2 separate regions of the Macaca mulatta genome follow, and region 1 is linked to region 2. Evidence: chromatin contacts called from public Hi-C data. All regions are on one chromosome and are shown on one strand. The core of a region is the stretch at or near the end of the contact, and the rest is flanking DNA. Distances in the headings are between cores, read along the strand shown.

The links. A called contact is a pair of places that touch in the nucleus more often than the background predicts.
Region 1: a Hi-C map of fetal cortex germinal zone shows a contact between it and region 2, with 5 times the contacts expected there. The contact joins the promoter of SRSF8 here to the promoter of KDM4D in region 2. A contact is called at or near these places in 2 of 14 Hi-C or Micro-C datasets (fetal cortex germinal zone and liver).

The regions. Positions count from the first base shown.
Region 1 is chr14:95,885,267-95,888,810 of T2T-MMU8v2.0, forward strand. SRSF8 (serine and arginine rich splicing factor 8) reads left to right here and starts at 1,283. Exons shown (of 1, transcript NM_001266335.1): 1 at 1,283-2,597. The coding sequence starts at 1,353. The coding sequence ends at 2,216.
Region 2 is chr14:95,764,126-95,767,439 of T2T-MMU8v2.0, forward strand. KDM4D (lysine demethylase 4D) reads left to right here and starts at 1,447. Exons shown (of 4, transcript XR_013404264.1): 1 at 1,447-1,888. CWC15 (CWC15 spliceosome associated protein homolog) reads right to left here and starts at 1,410. Exons shown (of 7, transcript NM_001266625.1): 1 at 1,318-1,410.

The DNA.
Region 1 (3,544 bases), core at 33-2,532, 120 kb after region 2:
GCAGCACAGATTCATATTTTGTATTTTGGAATATGATATAGTAGTATTTTAGTTTGTTCCTTAAATTGTTCAATATGTGGCCATTGGGAGCTGTTTTATTGGTTTTTGTACCACATTAAAATTACTCCATCAATGCTTTTGTTTGTTTTCTATTTATCACATCATTTTCCAGCACTCCAAGATGCTCTAGGCCCTTTCTGTATATTTCCTTTCCAGATCTAGAAACTGTATTTCTTCATCAGTATTGCTAAATTTTTTTTTTCTTTAAAAGTGTTAGATTTCAAATTTTATTAATCCTCTTTTTAAAAAACATATCATCCCTTTTGTTTATTTGTAATTCTATTTTTATTTTAATGTTTTATTCTTTTGTTTTGGTTTTGCTTTACTAATTGCTTGACTTCAACATTAAAAAGTTTTAGAAATGTGGTTATTAATTTTCAAATAAATATGATTGGATTCAGGTTTTTTATTTTTAACTTTCAATATTATTTCACTGAGGTCCAGATGTACTCAATTTATTGACCTATGAAATTTTAATTGACATTTATTTTGTAGTCTTGTATTGGGAAATTCTTGTGTTTTCTACATGTTTTTGGTTGTTGCAGGTTATATGATCAAAATTGTTGTTTGTTGTGCAAATTATTATAGCATTACTAGTTTTGTTCTCTGCACTATTGATTTCTGAGAAAACGGTGTTACGGGGGAAAAAACCTCCCATCATGAGTGCAGATTTTTCAGTTTTACCTTATAACTCTCAGTCTTGGCTTTCTATGTGTCACTGTTGTGTGTTTAGGTGCGTTAAGTTCATCACTGTCATGTTTTCCTAGTGAATTTTCTTTTCAATAACTATAAAATGTGCTTCTTTGATCCTATCAATACACTGGATATTAATATTGCTACCCTAGGTTTCTTTTGTTTAATATTTGTCTGGATTGCCTGTTCCCATAAATTGACCTTTAATCAGTTAGCTTTGTTCTTAAGATTGGTTTAAAATTAGAATAATAGGGAGGGGCATGGGAGGGTGGGACGTCTAATTTAAACCCAGCCCAGTGATTACACTAGCTGGGCGCTGGTTAGGATGTTGCCCAGGTATAAAGCCAGGATCTTTGGGACCTGGCTTCATTTGGAGTTCAGCTACTAAGAGGAAACCTTCCTCCTGGAGTATTCGGCCTGAAACTGGGAATTTGGAAGTTGCTGCTCCAGGGCGCTCCCTGCGGAGGTCGGCCGCCAGCCTCTCCGCCCGGCCTTTCCCGGCGTCCCCACGCGGGGCGCAGCCGCGAGAAAGGAACGCAGGTCACACCGTCAGCGCCCAGAGCAGCGCCAGTTTCCGGGCCCGGCCTGCTCTGGGAGCCATGAGCTGCGGCCGCCCCCCTCCCGACGTGGACGGCATGATCACCCTCAAGGTGGACAACCTGACCTACCGGACCTCTCCCGACAGTCTGAGGCGAGTGTTCGAGAAGTACGGGCGCGTGGGCGACGTGTACATCCCGCGGGAGCCCCACACCAAGGCCCCCCGCGGCTTCGCCTTCGTCCGCTTTCACGACCGGCGCGACGCTCAAGACGCCGAGGCCGCCATGGACGGGGCGGAGCTGGACGGACGCGAGCTGCGGGTGCAGGTGGCGCGCTATGGCCGCCGGGACCTGCCCCGCAGCCGCCAGAGAGAGCCACGCGGCAGGTCCGGAGGCGGCGGCTATGGACGGCGGAGCCGCAGCTACGGACGGCGGAGCCGCAGCCCCAGGCGGCGACACCGCAGCCGATCCCGGGGTCCCAGCTGCTCCAGGTCCCGCAGCCGATCTCGCTATAGGGGTTCTCGCTATAGCCGGTCTCCCTGTAGCCGATCTCCTTACAGCCGGGCGCACTGCAGCCGCTCTCCCTACAGCCGATCTCGCCACAGGGAATCTCGCTACAGCGGATCTCGCCACAGCTCATCTGGTTACAGTAACTCTCGCTACCGCCGCTCTCGCCACAGCCGATATCACAGCAGCCGGTCTCACTCGAAGTCTGGGTCCTCCACTAGCTCTCGCTCTGCATCAACCTCCAAATCGAGCTCTGCGCGACGATCCAAGTCCTCCTCGGTCTCCAGGTCTCGCTCACGGTCCAGGTCTTCATCTATGACCAGGAGTCCTCCCCGGGTATCCAAGAGGAAATCCAAGTCCAGGTCTCGATCCAAGAGGCCCCCCAAGTCTCCCGAAGAGGAAGGACAGACGTCCTCTTAAGAAAATGATGCATCAGGAAGCAACATGATGGAGGACTTGGGGAAAAGGATCACATACTCAGTCCATGGAAGCAACGTCCCTGGAAGAAGGGGCTGCCTATTGAAAAGGTTGTGTCACACTTTTCTACCTTTTTACCAGTTTGAAGCTTTGCATCAGGTGGCAAAATTCATTCTGTGCGCCGTTTTGTTGTTATTCACATTTTCTTGTAACTTAGGAGGTGAACGACCTAAGATTACATTATTGGGTTTGTATATTTGAGGCAAAAATTTATTTTTATTTCTATAGTGACGACTGTTTTGGTTTGAAATGAACAGATTGGTAACCTAATTTGTGGCCTCCTGACTTTTAAGGAAACGTGTGCAGCCATTACACACAGCCTAACGCTGTCAGGACATTGCTTCAACATTGCCTTCATTCCTTAAAGTTAAAAACCTACAAAAGGTGGTGTAAATTAATATGGATAATTTTATTTACCTCCAGGTCTAAAAGGTAGTATGATCCAAATTCGTATAAAGATTTTTCATGTGAAAGGACTGGGTTTTTAGCAAACACAAGTCTAATCTCTTTTGTGTTTTTGTGCACCAGGCCCGGCTGCGTAGCAGTTGAGTGATGCTGGTTAGCTATTAAGGTGGCCTGTTGCAGTGCAGAGTGCTGAGCTGCTTCCTGTTTTCTTCTGATTGCTCCTGGGGAAAACACGCCTTGTCCTGAAGAACAAATGGCTGTCCAGTTTATTAAAATGCCTGTCAACTGCACTTCCAGTCACCCAGGCCTTGCAGATAAATAATGGAGCATGCAGTGAGCACATCTAGCTGATGATAATCACACCTTTCCCCCCGTCTTTTCTGAAAAATTGTAACTCTGATCATATCAACATGTATGAACTTAAAATATGGAGAATGTTATGTAAGAAATGGTTTATAAGTTTGTTAAGTACTTAAAACGTGTATCTTTTTGATTATGAATTTTTTACGCTAACCATTGTTTCTGTAGTTAAAATTGTTTTCTTGGTGTTATCTTTTCTCAAAATTAGAAACTTTTGATGGAAAGTAGGTTGTTTTATTTTCTGTGTGACTTTTGGATATTTGTACTTTTGAGAAAATTGTTAGCACCAAGTGTTTCTCAAAATATAATTTTTTAAAAATCCTTAATAGGCTTTTAGCCATGTGCTTTATTGTTTTATCACAATGCAGTTTATTTGTAGTTTCTCTCTTTTCTCCTCATACCTATGGTTTTTTTACTTCTAAAATTATTTTCAAATAATCCATTTTTGGCTTTCATTATTATCCCTACTGGATGTTATGTGTTCTTTTGAAATTGTTTCTGCTTAT
Region 2 (3,314 bases), core at 197-2,696:
AAAATATAATCAAGTTATTTACAACAATACAAACACTCATTTTACAGAGTATTAATATCCATACTAGTGAAATAAATTCTAAAACTCATTCCCCTAAACCTGCTTAATCTTCTTAAACAAAAGTTTTCAGGAAAACAAATTATGAGGCTTAGGCCATACAACGAATAGGGCTTCTCAGGCTTGTCTTAGTACAAAAAATTCTGTCATGAAGATCTGAGTTTGCATCCCTATTCTCCTTCTGACTATATGGGCTTGAGCAAGTCACCTGGCTTAACTTTCTGTCATCCGTGGAATGGAGATATTCCTCATAGGATTACTATAAGAATTATGACACTTGACATGTCAAAAGCCTTGAAAAATACAGTACCACCATGACTAAGTTTTAAAAATTTCCAACTCAACCTTACTCTACCAGACTCTCTAAGGTTTGCATTTTATCTAAACTTCACACAATAGCAAATAGGCTAGTAGAAACAAAAGCTAAAAACAAACAAAAAATATCACTGACAAAGTTACTAAGTGTCTGAGAAAAAAGTTACTAAGGAAAGTGTGTTAAACTTCAATGACAGGTACATAGAAAAAAATTCTTAACCTTTTGTTGAGCCAATTTTCTCCTACAACAGGCATCATATTATAAATCAGATCGTTTGTGGGTTATAACTTAAGGACTGTTCAAAAAAAACAAAAACAAAAACAAAACAGGAACCTCAGCCCCAGAGGATTCTGATGACAAAAATCAGGGACCCATTCCTTAAGTTACTTTCTGCTTGGAGCAGTCACAAGAATACTGCCTAGCAGATGCAGTCATTAAAACCCTGTTAGTGTCGGAAAAGCAAGTGTGTGGGGAGGGTGGGCGAACTGGGAGGATTTTTTTGGGGGGGGGGAGTGCTTTCTCCTAATTTTCAAAAAGAGTAAGAGACATGTATACAAAGAAGAAACGGGGTTATCTGGAGCTGGGAGTCCGCCCCTTCCCACACACTAACGGAATTATCACTCCGGCCTCTCGTGAGCTAGTCTTTGGCTATAACCAGAAACTCGTTGCCCCTTAACCCGTGCCCAGCGCCGCAGGGGTGCGAGGGGTAGTGAAAGGAGGACCTGGGGTTCGCTTTACGCGGTAGGCGCGCTGCCTTTTATGCTGCGATCTCCTCTGCGGCCCGAGAGCTCCGGACGCGCCTGACAGGCACTCCGTTTCGCCCCTAGCCCGCTGCTCTAGGTCCTCCACCGCCCGCACTCTGCACTCTGCCGCCGACTCCGACCCCAACTGCCCTTTCCCGTCCCACCGGGATGAGGAAGATAACCTATCCTCCTGCCGCTCACACTGGCCGAGGTCCGATGCAGCAATCTCCGAAGATCATACAGACGCCATTACGACTCCGGGCTCCCAGAAACCTCTGCGCCCAGGGCTAGCGCCTACGACCCGGAAGCAAAATCCAAGCGCTTCGGAGGCGGAAGCAACGACCAATCCGCAGTGGCCGAAGTGGAAGTCGGCGTAACGGCACTAAGGGGCGGGGCCGAAACGGCCCAGGGGGCGGGCGTTTGAAATCAGTGCCTTAGAGTAGACCCTAAATATCATTTTATACCTTCAAGAACCAATTACTTAATGTCTCTTCCGTCTTTTCCGTCCCCGACCCCCTCCCAGACTCCTTCATTCCGGTACTGCGTGGACGGAAAGCCCCGGGTAGCCGACACCACGTCCCCGGCTAGCGGGAGAGAGCGTGGAAAAGGATTACACCAAACTGTTTAAATCCAACGACTCCTGCTTCCATCCTTTCTCCTGAGCTAGAACCAACAAACCTAGAGAGTTGGGCTTCGGAAAAACTAGTGTTTTCATTTAATTGGATATGAAGAAAGAACAAATATGTACGGGGCAACCACGATCTTTACAAAGGTACATTCCTGCAAAAATATTAACACTTCAAAGCAAAGGTTGTATTCGTAATGTTTGCTAAAATTTTTTATTTAAAAAACGTTAGTTTTAGTGGGAGGGGAGATGTCAATATTTACGACAGCGTTTAGAACGGTGGGCCCAACTGCCAGGAGCACAAGATGTAATTACTAAGATGGCTACTTAAGTGTTAAGTTTTAATAAGAACGAAAAGGAGAAAACCCAAAAACCAAAAACCCACCAATCCTGTCTCCTCCCTTCCATAAAAAAAAATCCTGAGAACAGAGATCTTGATTGTTTAGCTAATCTTAGTATCTCATCACATAGACCTTGACATATAGTAGCTGCTCAATTAATATTTGTTAAACAAATGAAAATTCAACTTCCCCAACTTAGTTTAAAATATAAAGAACTCACAAAGTTGAATATTTAAATGCTTTCTTACCTCTAAATTCTTTGCAACTTTTAAATGAAGAAAGAAAAGCAGAAAAAGCCCTTTCACTCATAGAGTTCAAGATGAAAATCTTGATTTTTCTTACTAAAGGTATCCCTCCTCCAGTCTTACACGTCTCACTAAAGGACACGATCATCATACTAGTTACTCAAACCAAAATCCCAGAGTGCCTACTTAAATTCCTTTTCTTTCACTTTTCACATACGGTTCATTTACAGGTCTTACCAATTCTACTTTTAAAACTTACCCGAAATTTTATTCTACTGCCATTACCCTTGTCCTGGCCAACACCATCTCCTACCTGGATTGTAATTGTTTCCTATTGTATCTTCCTGCGTCATCTTTTATCCTACAGTCAATGCTGCATATAGCCAAGAGAGTGATCTTTTAAAATTAATCAAATGGTGTTACTATCCTGTGTAAAATTTCACTGCAGTTAGGATAAAAATCACATTTCTTAATGTGACCTGAGACGCCACGGAGTCTGGCTCCTGCCTAACTTCCAGACTTCACTTCCAATCAGTCACTCGCTTACACACTAAGCTCTAGACACAGCCAACTGGGCATTTCTGTTTTACGAAACAGGGCAAGATTCCTTCTATTTTAGTGCCTTTGCACTAGCTTTTCTCTGTTGCCTGTGCCCCAAGATAACTGTATCACCATCCTTCATGTCTCAGGTATCACAGTGAAGTTTTCCTACCCCCACCCCTCCAACACTTGTGTTTGTACACCATCACATCACCCTGTTTCATTTTTTCATACCACTGAACATTACCAGAATCTATTCATTTTTTACTTCCGTGTTTCTTGTCTGAGAGACAGCATAGGAAAGTCATTAAGAGAAAAGGATTTTCAGCCTGCCCATTTTTCTTCTAAATTCCAATTCTGCCCTTTCCTAGCTCTAACCTTAGGCAAGTCATTTTCCCTTTCTGTGCCCTCAGTTTCCTCATCTGTAAAATGGGCGTAATTCTAGTA